4 separate regions of the Mus musculus genome follow, and regions 2, 3 and 4 are each linked to region 1. Evidence: chromatin contacts called from public HiChIP or PLAC-seq and promoter capture Hi-C data. All regions are on one chromosome and are shown on one strand. Each heading gives the region's core, a stretch centred on a gene start, on an enhancer-like site or on the middle of the called end of the contact. The rest is flanking DNA. Distances are from core to core; before and after follow the strand shown. Region 1 holds the start of Uhrf1bp1 (UHRF1 (ICBP90) binding protein 1). Region 2 holds the start of Nudt3 (nudix (nucleotide diphosphate linked moiety X)-type motif 3). Region 3 overlaps Anks1 (ankyrin repeat and SAM domain containing 1). Region 4 overlaps Anks1 (ankyrin repeat and SAM domain containing 1).

Evidence for each region. HiChIP or PLAC-seq counts read pairs in DNA pulled down with a chosen protein or histone mark. Capture Hi-C pulls out chosen DNA fragments and counts their contacts.
Region 2: a promoter capture Hi-C map of liver shows a contact between it and region 1. The contact joins the promoter of Nudt3 here to the promoter of Uhrf1bp1 in region 1. A contact is called at or near these places in 1 of 39 promoter capture datasets (the SN4741 cell line), 9 of 115 datasets of contacts at active chromatin or transcription factors (the HPC-7 cell line, the SCID.adh cell line, bone marrow-derived macrophages and 6 more) and 3 of 9 other capture datasets (adipose tissue, liver and pancreatic islet).
Region 3: a contact with region 1 is called in an H3K4me3 HiChIP or PLAC-seq map of forebrain, with 3 times the contacts expected there. The contact joins the enhancer-like site here to the promoter of Uhrf1bp1 in region 1. A contact is called at or near these places in 4 of 39 promoter capture datasets (embryonic stem cells, hippocampal neurons and trophoblast stem cells), 3 of 484 Hi-C or Micro-C datasets (the HPC-7 cell line, LSK cells and large pre-B cells), 7 of 115 datasets of contacts at active chromatin or transcription factors (the 230-238 cell line, the HPC-7 cell line, bone marrow-derived macrophages and 2 more) and 4 of 9 other capture datasets (adipose tissue, embryonic stem cells, liver and 1 more).
Region 4: an H3K4me3 HiChIP or PLAC-seq map of bone marrow-derived macrophages shows a contact between it and region 1, with 4 times the contacts expected there. The contact joins the enhancer-like site here to the promoter of Uhrf1bp1 in region 1. A contact is called at or near these places in 3 of 39 promoter capture datasets (the C10 cell line and embryonic stem cells), 1 of 15 datasets of contacts at CTCF or cohesin (large pre-B cells), 5 of 484 Hi-C or Micro-C datasets (cerebral cortex and embryonic stem cells), 5 of 115 datasets of contacts at active chromatin or transcription factors (bone marrow-derived macrophages, effector CD8 T cells, embryonic forebrain and 1 more) and 3 of 9 other capture datasets (adipose tissue, embryonic stem cells and pancreatic islet).

Annotation. Positions count from the first base shown.
Region 1 is chr17:27,855,137-27,857,803 of GRCm38.p6, forward strand. Uhrf1bp1 (UHRF1 (ICBP90) binding protein 1) reads left to right here and starts at 1,371. Exons shown (of 21, transcript NM_001080769.1): 1 at 1,371-1,658. The coding sequence starts at 1,615.
Region 2 is chr17:27,622,078-27,624,744 of GRCm38.p6, forward strand. It overlaps Nudt3 (nudix (nucleotide diphosphate linked moiety X)-type motif 3), which reads right to left and starts at 1,375. Exons shown (of 5, transcript NM_019837.2): 1 at 1,010-1,375. The coding sequence starts at 1,108.
Region 3 is chr17:28,041,112-28,043,778 of GRCm38.p6, forward strand. Anks1 (ankyrin repeat and SAM domain containing 1) reads left to right here. Exons shown (of 25, transcript NM_181413.4): 14 at 1,459-1,565. Among named protein-coding and RNA genes, the nearest start is that of Gm35290, 35 kb to the left of the region's middle. Within about 2 kb of position 1,345, at least 69 of the 459 cell types and tissues checked have an H3K27ac peak or open chromatin away from gene starts, as enhancers often do. A contact at or near this core is called in forebrain and hippocampal neurons, where this site is marked.
Region 4 is chr17:27,993,457-27,996,123 of GRCm38.p6, forward strand. It overlaps Anks1 (ankyrin repeat and SAM domain containing 1), which reads left to right. Exons shown (of 25, transcript NM_181413.4): 11 at 2,478-2,598. Among named protein-coding and RNA genes, the nearest start is that of Gm35290, 12 kb to the right of the region's middle. Within about 2 kb of position 1,300, at least 47 of the 459 cell types and tissues checked have an H3K27ac peak or open chromatin away from gene starts, as enhancers often do. A contact at or near this core is called in bone marrow-derived macrophages and embryonic stem cells, where this site is marked.

The sequences.
Region 1 (2,667 bases), core at 121-2,620:
TAGCAATCCCTGGGCCATCTAGGGCTATATCTGGATACCTTGTCTCAATCTCAACCAAGAGTAAACTTTTTTTTGGTGGTTTTTCGAGACAGGGGTTCTCTTTGTAGCCCTGGCTGTCCTGGAACTCACTTTGTAGACCAGGCTGGCCTCAAACTCAGAAATCCGCCTGCCTTTGCCTCCAGAGTGCTGGGATTAAAGGCTTGCGCCACCACGCTGGGCTCCAAGAGTAAACTTAAAAGACCTGGGGACTGGAGAGATGGCTCCCTGCTAAGTGCTGCTCTAGAGGGCTTAGGTGCAGTGCTCAGCACCCACACCAAGTGGCTCACAACTACTTGTAACTCCAGTGCCAAAGAATCTGACAGCTTCTGGTCTCTGTGGGCACATGACATTCACACTCACATAGGAATGCACAGATAAATAAAAACACTCCGTCTTTGGGGGGCGGTGCGTCTGAGTGGAGTACTTACCTCATTTGCTTGATGTAATTAATTCCTACTCCCGCCAAACTTACCAAGAAAGCAAAACCACACGAAATAGCGAGAATTAAAGACATTGGCTCTCATTTCCATTGCTCCCTTTTCAAAAGGCAGTTAAGTATATTGAGTCATGTACTAATGATCAATAGACATTTAAATTTCCTAAAGGGGGCTTTAAGCAAAGTATGTTGGTTAGGTTTGCTGTGGTTGTTCGGCGTTTTGACCTCAGCAGTTTGTCAGAATGGTGCATTGGGAAATGAGATCCTGCACTGAGCCATTGTCATGCATGGAAACAGGATTCAGCCCTTGCCCCAGTTTTGTAGCTTTGGTCAGATGGTATCTGAGTATCTCCTGGATACAGTGAAGAGTGGAAGGAGCCTCCATCTGTGTTTAATGGAGTGGCCCAAGGCTTGGCGAGCACTTTATCACGGAGGCCTTATGTATTTAGCAGCTTAATAACTGCAGATATTTTTCTTGAAACTGGAAGCATTAAAGGTTAGATTTCTTGGGTCTTTTTTTTTTTTTGTGGTTTTTCGAGACAGCGTTTCTCTGTATAGCCCTGGCTGTCATGGAACTCACTTTGTAGACCAGGCTGGCCTCGAACTCAGAAGAGACAAGGTCTCTTAATGTAACCCTGTCTTGGTAGTCCCCATGTAGACAGGGTTGGTCTCAAGGTCCTATATTTGCTTGCCTCTGGCTCTGGAGAGTTCGGAGTAAAGGCGAATGCCACCATCTACCTTCTGGAAGAGTGAGCCCCGCCTCTGAGCGTGTAAGCCCCGCCCCGCGCAGTTGCCCCGCCCCCTATGCCTCTGAGCTCCCGCCGCCCCGCCCCTCATCCCTTGCGCCTGTGCCGCCGCGCGCGTCCCCGCCCCTCGCCGTGCGCTCTCGCCACGGGGATCCCGGAGGGTGGCGTGCGGTCTGGGTTCTGCTCCGCGGGATCCTGCGGCGCCGCACGGGCGGGTGGGAACGCGGCGGAACTCCTGGCGCTGAGTTAGGGGCGACAGAGAGCCATGGCGGCCACTGTGGCTACGGCAGCCGGTGCCCGCGCCGCGGCGAGGTGAGAGGACGCCTCTTTTCCACAACTGAGGAGGCCACGGCTGCCCGTCTGCCTGCATTCCACGCGGGCCCGGGCTGCAGCATGGCCGGGATCATTAAGAAGCAGATCTTGAAGCATCTGTCCCGGTGAGAGCGCCACCCCGCGTACTCGGTCCTTTTCCGAGCCCTCCGACCTCCCTCCGGCCGCTCTGGGCGAGCGGCTCCCTGCAGGCGCGATTCAACTCTTGCGGGCCGTTGTCGGCGCTGCATTACTCCCTCGCCCGGGCCACCTTCCTCCCCACCCCCGTCGCCGCCTCCTTCCTCGGCGCGGGTCACCCAGCCCTTTCCTGGCCGTACCTTCCAGACCCGCACGGAACCTGGCAGGCCAGCCCTGGAGGCCTCTTCCCGCCTGCCGAGCCGCCCAGCGCCGGTTCATTTCTGGCTTTGCCGCTCCGTGCTGGATTACCCAGGTCCCCTTCGATTGCAGCGCCGACGCCGGCTTTCTCCTTCTGTGAGGCGAGCTCCTCCTCTTCTGTCTGACCCTGTTGCATCACTCTTGAAAAGATATAAACCCTTCACCCGAGGCTGGTCGTCCTTTCGGACCTCCCTCCTTTCTGGGTCCGCTTTCTTCTCCGTACACAGACGGATTGGAGAAAGGTCAGCGGAGGTGGGGGATAAAGTTTCAGCAGCCTTCCCTTTAAGATGCCATGGAGGTTTGTTTGACAGCCAGTGTCCACTTGTGCTTTGTGGCCTCCTGTTAAGCTGTCCTGTCGCTCTGTATTTGGGGCATGACGGGTTAGCTGGCAAGACACTTTTCAGCTATATCTGAAGGACTCCTGGTCTCTGCGTGATGATGCAGCTTGTTAGAATGGGTGGCTGCGAAAATTGGGAGCTAGCTTTGCAGTTGGTTTTCGCTGCTTATTCTAGCTTGGTGATGGTTGTTAATTTAGGTTGTCTCAGAGGCTCTAGTGATCCAGAGTTTGGCAGCACAGTGACTAGTGGTTTTCAAGAGGTGTGTGTGAGTGTTGCCAGTCAACATGGAACACCAGGGCTTGTGTGAGCCTCTGTCCCTGACGTGGTGTCCCCCGTTGCCTGGCTGACATTGGCTTATGTGATCTTAGACATTTATTAGCTAGATTCAGATACCTTGTTTGAT
Region 2 (2,667 bases), core at 125-2,624, 230 kb before region 1:
GCAATCCCTCAACAGCACAAAGAATGCTTTCACGGATTTTCTTCAGGCCGTCATTTCATTTAAATTCCCCCTCCTCCTCCTCCTCTTCCTCCTCCTGAGTATCTACCGGACAGTGATTCCTGGTAGTCCATCCTCCCTTTCATCAGAGCCTTTCATAACTAACGGGTCAAGTTCCTGTCGCCCATTTCAACACGATGCACCGTACTGCAGGCTTGCCACCCCAGCCCACCGCCGAGGGCCGGGATAAAACATACTCAGTTTCACTGCCCTTCATTGTTTTCAAGCGAACTGCCATCTTACCACCATGCACACACACGACAGCAATGTGTCCCCACAGGCATTTTATGAATTTCCAAAGCAGCTATTCTTTGTGGATTTACAAACCACGCGCCTTTCATGAATCTCGCTTCATCACCACAGAAACGGCTTTGTGAAGCCGAAAAAAAAATTTTTTTTTAAGTTCCTTAAGGAAAAAGGAACAAGACTCTAAAACGTTCTATTATCCTAGCTTACCCTACGACTCATCCTATTGGGCACAGCAGAGAAACGTCGGGACAGAGATCTTCATAAATACAGCTTTTGATGGTCGTGAAGTGTTCCGGTCAATATGAATAACAACCTCGACGACAACCGTGTCCAGTGCCCTTTCTTTTCAGGCTCCAACCATACGGACTCAGCAGCTCAACGTTAGAATCGAACGGCTGGCCCCGGCTTGTCGCTGCCAGTGCTCGCCCGCAGCCACCTCCCCTCGGCCAGCAGCAACCCTGCGGGGAGGGAGGGAGGGAGGGAGCGGCCCTCCGCTCCGCCACAAAGGCCGGCCTGCGCCCCATGCACGTGTGCCGAGCGCCGAGCTGCCTAGCCACTGCCCCGGGCGAACGGCGGCCAACCCCCGACGGCCCGCCGCGGGATGGCATCCCGCTGCCCCGGGCCCTCTCCACTCCGCTCCCCACCCCCCCTTCTCCCCAGGAAACCCCGTCGGGCGCCGCCGACCCCCGGCAGGGCGCCTCACCTCCTCCTCGCTCTCGCTGCGGAAGCACAGGCACGCGGCCCGCTTCTTGTAGCCGTCGCCGTCGTAGGTGCGGGTCTGGTTCGACTTGAGCTTCATCATCCTCCGGGCCCGGGTGGGGGGTGCCGTGCGGGGCCTCGGAGTCCAGGGAAGGGGAGCCTGCTGCAGGCGGGCGGCCGCGCGCGCGCGCGCCCCAGGCTCGATCGAGAGGGCGGGGAGGAGGGTCTGTGTGTCCGCTACACGGCTCCGCGGCGGGACAGCCTCATTGCCCCCGGCCCAGGCCCTGCGCCGCCGTCACGGCCGCCGTCGCCACCGCCACCGCCCCCTCTACCGCCGCCGCCCCCGACGACGACCGCGCCGCCATTTTGGACGCGCTGCGTCAGCTGCGTAAGGCACGCGGGCTCGCCGGACGGCCGCGCGTGCGCAGCGCGGACGGCGTTCCGGAATCGCGCCCGGCGCGGGAGAGCGTCTGCACTGAAGGCCGCGGAAGCTGGCGCGGCTGCTACGCAGACAGCGTAGGGCTGGGGATGGCGGAAGCCGGGTGAGGCGCGGCGCGTGGGCACCACCCGCGACCCCACGGTCCCGGGCGCCGCTGGGCAGAGAGCAGGGGCCCGCCCAAGGTCACCGGCTGAGCGGCCCAGCCCGATCCAAGGTCGCGCCGCTCAGATGACAGGGAGAGTGACAGCGCCGCTCTGCTGTCCCTCGCCGCAGACTGTCAACCTTAGCTGCTGGGGATCAGGAGTGGGGCGGGGCGGGGCTGCTCTTTGCGGTCAGTTGGTAGCTGTCTGGACATATGTGCGTCCTGCAGCCATTTGTGCAAAAAAGGCAAAAGCTGCCACTTGCCTGGCGACATGCTTGAGGGACTGGGTTCGAACCTCAGCACTGCAAAAAAGAAAATAAAAAAGGAAGGAAAGAAAAGAGAGAACGCCATCCTCTTAAACAGGAGCAGAAAGGGAGAGACTGTAAGAGTGTGCACAGCACACGTACGTAAATCATGAAATATGGTTTCTGGCCGTGACTATAACACTGGGATGACCCTCTTAGAGGACGTGAAAGTGGGCTACAGCGTTCCTGCAACAAAACGGGCACCATTACCGTGTGCTAAACGTTTAGAAAATTCTGTCAAGATATTCAAGATTTATAAATAAATCCCAAAGCGCACAGCGTACGTTTGTGGGGACAGGTGTGTGCGCCATGATTGCTTCTGTGAGGTCAGAGGGCAACTTAAACGAATCCATTTTCTCCCACCACAGAGGACCAGGAGACTGAATTTAAGTGGTCAGGCCTGGCTGCAAATGACCTTTCTGGGATATCTGACGGGTCCCCGTTACCTGTTTTAATCATCTTGTATGTAGTATACTTCATTAATAATCTAGAGGGGCCCAAGAGATGTGTCAGTTTAAAAGGGCACTGGCCATGGAGCCTGACCACCTGAGCTAGATCCCTGGCACACATAGCGAAAGGAGAGAACCAACTCCCACAAGCTTCACCGCTACATGTGCTCTATGACATATGTGTCCACACATATTCTAACTTCTTTAAAAACTAAATGAAGGGGCTGGAGGGATGGCTCAGTGATTAAGAACACTGGCTGTTCTTCCAGAGGACCCTGATTCAATTCCCAGTATATGGTAGTTCACATGGTACCATACAGAGTAGCT
Region 3 (2,667 bases), core at 95-2,594, 190 kb after region 1:
AAGTTGGCATTGCCCTGCCTTGAAGGGCAGAGACCGCCAGTGACAGCTGGATGACTTTCACCATCAAAGAAGAGTTCCTGGAGGTGATGTCTGTAGTTGGCTCTAATTTCTCCCACCTTGCACCTCTCTTGTCTCCTCCTCCTTGCCCTCCTCTTACCTGTCCGTGCTACAAGAACTAAAGAAGTCAGGTGGGTGTGAAGGCATACAGCTGAACACCTGAGGGCTGCCGGGAGGGAGGGACGGACATCTGCCCTCGTGCACTGCCTCGGTCCAGCCCTGACTGAAGAGCTGAGTGAGAAGACCTTCTCCATTCCTGTGCATCAGTAGAGACCAGAGACCCTGGGAAGAAAGCTGTGTGTGTTTGTGTGTGTGTGTGTGCGTGTGCGTGTCGCTCAGCCAGAGAGCAGCACACTGAATAGACACTGCCGCCTCCTGATGACAAGTGCCTCTTTCTTCTGTCTGCCTGGTTTTGTCTTCTTTGACCAAGAACTGAACAGCCCGACCGCTGCCCCCTAAGCAGGCAGGCAGGTCATAGGAACCACCACGGAAGACAGGGAGCATGAACGCCACGCTCCTGGATGCCAGCCCAGGCCAGGAAGGCAGCAGCGCCTCAGCCCAGGGGGCACCCCACTTGCCAGCCTCCAGAGGCTATCTGTAGATGAGCCCTGGTCGGCCGGCCACTGACCCAGCAGAGCCATCCCTGAGCCTGGTTCCCACACTCCAGCCCACCCGGCTGTCCTGAGCTGGGAGCACGTGGAGCTCGGGGCCATGGTTTGCTTATTCCGGGACTGCTGGGGGAAAACAAGTAAAAGACCCTTCTCTGCCCCCGCCGTTCTGCGTGCTGCTTGCGTTGCATGTGCTGGGTCCCCATGAGCGCCGCCGCTTCCTTCCCAGAGCCCTCGCTGTGTGCCTGTGTCCCTCTGCTGCATGAAGACTCGCGTTGTCTCCTGACTGGTCTCTGCTGCAAGGTCGCAGAACTAGCCCCTCGCCACAGCCCCACGGCAGCTCCAGAAGTTGCATGGATGGGAGGAGCAGCCAGGCTGGCGGGCACTTAGAGCTCTGGTGTTCCCTTCTAGTGCCTGTGGGGACAGACTTTCTGCCATGCCTCTGTGTGGACGTTGAGGAGTTGACCCAGAGACCACTGGGGGTTGGCTCCCCTGACCCTGGGCTGTGATCGTGCATGTACAGCCTCGGCCCCGGCCCCGGCCAGCTCCTACCGTGGGGTGTGTGTGGGCAGCAGCCACCCGAGTTGGCTCACATCCAGCGCTAGGCAGCTCCGTCCCTGCCTGTACAGAGAAGAAAAGCCGAGAGCCTGCTCTCTGCTCTCTTGTACATAGTCTGACTGCCTCATGGTAATGACTATGATGTGGCAGTGCCACCTGTCTTCCTCTGAGTGCCGCTGCTACCGCCTTAACGGGTTCTCCCTTTTCAAGCGTCTGCCGATTCCTCTCTCGTCAGGTTCTCGGACGCTGGAGCAGAGCGTCGGGGAGTGGCTGGAGTCGATTGGCCTGCAGCAGTACGAGAGCAAGCTGCTGCTGAACGGCTTTGATGATGTCCGCTTCCTGGTGAGTACGTCAGATGTGCTGGCCCAGGCTGGTGCTGCTTGCTGGAAGCTGGCCCACCCAGCTGGAGTGTGAAAGAGGACATAAGCCACAGAGGAGAACCATAGGGGCCGTGGGCACCCGGAAGTCAGCTGGGTAACTGAAGCTAACTTTGCCGACTGTCCTGGCCCTACTACCTGTGGCCCAAGTGCCACTCAGTGGGAGCACTCTTGGAATCCCTAACTCAGACCCCAGCCCCAGCCCTGTTTCTTAGACTGGATGCTGGTGTGCTATGTGCTGAGGTACCCTGGCTAGCAGCTTTGGTGGGCAGGGCAGCCAGGCACCCCATGACCCATCTCAGTTGGATGCCAGGAGTTCCCTTACTTTCCAGAATGTTGCTGTTGTCACTGTAGCAAAGGTTTCCTCCTGCCCCTCCAAGCAGAGGAAACCAGAGAGCCTCACATGTGCCTGGCCTCAGAGCTGACCAGAGGAGGGCTGAGTGGTGGCTTGGTTGCTTTTCTGAGGTTCATCCTGCACTCACAGGGAGTACAAGAGGTCAAAGGGAAAGCCGGCGTCTCACCCCTGCTCTCTGAGCAGCTGGGACTCAGCTTAAACCCTGCTCTCAGGAGCCAGTGGCCCCATTGTCATCCGTCTCCAAGAAGCCTTGCCCAGTGCGTCCTAGTGAGCCATTCAAGGCAGTGCCTGAGCTAAGTCATGCTCAGGAGCGGGCCATTCGATGTCACAGCAGTAGCTGTGACAGCTCACATCCTTCCTGTGAGCTGGGTACCAATCTCAGCAGTTGATAATATCTGAGCTCTGTGCTGGTGTCTCTCCCTGTTTCCCACATGAAAGCAGAGGCTATGTGGTTTGCTCAGGGTCACACTGATGGTGATTGGTAGGGTGGAATTGTGCACTTGGGAGGCACAAGGCAAAAGGTCACTCTCTGAACACTGTCATTTATATGCTATGCATCTTGGTAAGGCGGACAGACCCATCTGCTCCGTTCCCCCATTTTCTGGGAGGCCTGTCTCCTCCTCTCCTAGTCCTGGGGGTTTCAGACTGTAACCTTGAAGCAGAGCTCTCTCTCACTTGTGCCCACTTGTCCTGACCTCGTGTGAAGGGCCTT
Region 4 (2,667 bases), core at 50-2,549, 140 kb after region 1:
TATGAGTACACTGTAGCTGTCTTCAGACACACCAGAAGAGGGCATCAGATCTCATTACGAGTGGTTGTGAGCCACCATGTGGTTGCTGGGTATTGAACTTGGGACCTCTGGAAAAGCAGTCAGTGCTCTTACCCACTGAGCCATCTCTCCAGCCTCCAGGTTTTCACTCCTCTTGAGAGGCTGCCAGCTGCCATGAGGGTAGCTGTGGTCTCCTCTATCATGGGGCTCCTCAGCCACATACACCCCAGCTACAATTGGTGATAGCTCCTCACAACATGCTGTGACCAAGCGGGGCTGCTCCTCACAGAGCAGACAGTGCACTGCTTCAGCTTTCAGTCATCACTGCTTCAGCCAGCCCTAGAGGAAGAGGGAAGGAGAACTTAGGAGCAATGCAGTAAAAAGCTGAATTCTTTCTGTTGAAATTCAGTTACTGCCATAGTCACTGTGACTCAGGGCTGCTTCTGGGGGAGGAAGGATGGCTGGAAGAAAGGTTGGTTGTTGGCTCTGACATTTCATCCCACAGCTTGGTCAGGCTAGAGCAAGAGGACAGACAGGAACACCCTCGGATATTGTCTGGGTCCAGGTAGGGCTCTCATTTTGCAGCTGAACAGGAAAGGCCGTTCACCTTGGATGTAAGAATACTGAGGCCAGTCTGGATTAGAATCTGAGGAAGTGTGCTTAGTGGCATAGCTCTGCTGTGAACTTTGGGTGACCTTGGACAGGTGCCTGGCTTGCTGAGTTTACAGATGAATGGGCCAGAAGCAGGTACTCTAGCTGTGACTGTGTCCCCACTGTTGTGGGTGATGGTCTCTGCTCACACTTGTCCTTGGAAGTCTTGTGTCCAGCCCCGTGCTGTAGGTCAGGCATCCAGGTCAGTTCCCGTTCAGGGAAGCCTTCCTGGGCCTGGGGAGAACTCTTGCTGAAGCAGACATAGAAGCAGTAGTCAGATTCCAGAGCCCTGCCTGAGGATCATGTGATGTAAACCTGCAGAGCACAAGCTCCTGTCAGAAGAGCCTGTGGGGTCGAGCAAACTACTTAATGGCTCCTCTTTGTTCCCTTAATTGTGTTCCTGGAATAGAGATGCCCAGGACTCCCAGAGTAAAGGAGCCATGGCTTCCAGGTGGCTTGCACAGAGGGGCCCCTGCTGGGCTCCACAGAGTGTTAGAGACACTGTTCTGCCGTCAGAATGGCAGCCTTTCTCGTAAGCAAACATCAGCTTCTCCTTCAGTCTGAGACTAGGAGAGCTGTCCTCTCTTCAGGGGAAGTGGTCACAGGGAGCCCCACAGGAGACTGGTGAGTCACCAGCCTGTTGCCTTCCCAGTGTGTAATGACAGGTATCTGTGTGTCCTAAGGAGCTCTGCCTAGAGGACCTGCTGATCTGTCAGTGAGAATCGCAGCCCCGCCCCCTTCACGCCCAGGCTCTACCCATCACTTGGGCTCTGGAAGTTTTGTGCTCTAGCTTGATTGCTGGGATATAATTATCCTTAACTTGCCTTTAACCACACTGGGCTCAGGACAGGTGAGAAGAATCATCAGAGCAGGGGTCTCCGTACCCCTCCGTGTGCCACAGACGGCTCCTGACGCTCACTAACGGTGTGTCTCTGCTTGATCAGTGCTGTCTCAGCAGGTGGAGCTGCTGTTGCCCACAGAAACCCACTCCGTAGTTGCTGACTGTCAAGACTGTTAGAGGGAATCTGAAGTCACCTTATAACGTGGGAGAAAGCTAGCTTTGGGGTTGCTTCATTCCCACGGCTATTCAGGACTGCAGTAGCAAAGGAGGAGGAAGAGGATGCGGACAGGCCAGTTTGTGTCTAGTACCTGTGAAGGGTTGAGCATCAAGAGTATCATGTCTTCCTTTTGAGGTAGATACTGGCCTTTGGGAAGTGTAGGTGCATGTTGGAGAAGAAAGTAGTCTCCACAGAAAGCAGTGTGGAAGAGAGAGGGGAGGAAAGAGAGGCTTAGATTTGTATCGAAGGATAAAATGAGGTAAAAAGATAAAAAAAGAATGGTTTAATCAGGTTGTGGGGATTTCATATAGAAATTGTTTTAGGTTTTCCCATTGCTTCAACAAAATCTCCAAGTCTGGGTACATTAAAGAATAAAGACATTTCTTTGGCTCACGGTTTGGAATACCACGAAGCCAAGAGGAAGCAGCTGTGTGCTCATTAGCTTCTGTGGGAGTCTGACTGCATCACAGTGTGGAGGGTGTGTGGCAGAGGGCATGGGGGTGCCAGGCTCACATGGTAACAACTGAAGTCATCATGTATGCCACATAAGCCACAACTCCCCTGGGAGAGGATTTGTTTGAGAAGGCTCCTAAGGACCACACACCCACCAGGCCCCTCTTTTATGGTCTGCGTCTCAGCCTCATGCACTGGACATGAAGTTTCCAGAATGTCAACCTCTAGGCAAGAATCAGAGCTTTGTCATGTGCCACCTGCCTCTGTCCAACATGTCTGGCTATTTCTGTCTCCTAGGGCCTGGCTGTGAGACCCAGGATTCAGAGTAGTGCTCCCCAGGAAGAGGAGGAGCACCCATATGAGCTGCTGCTCACGGCAGAAACCAAGAAGCTGGGGACCACAGACGGGAGGACTGAAGGTATGCCTACCCCACTCCCACAGCACAGGAAGGAATGCGCTGCAGGGACGGTCAGGCCCCCTGTGCTCG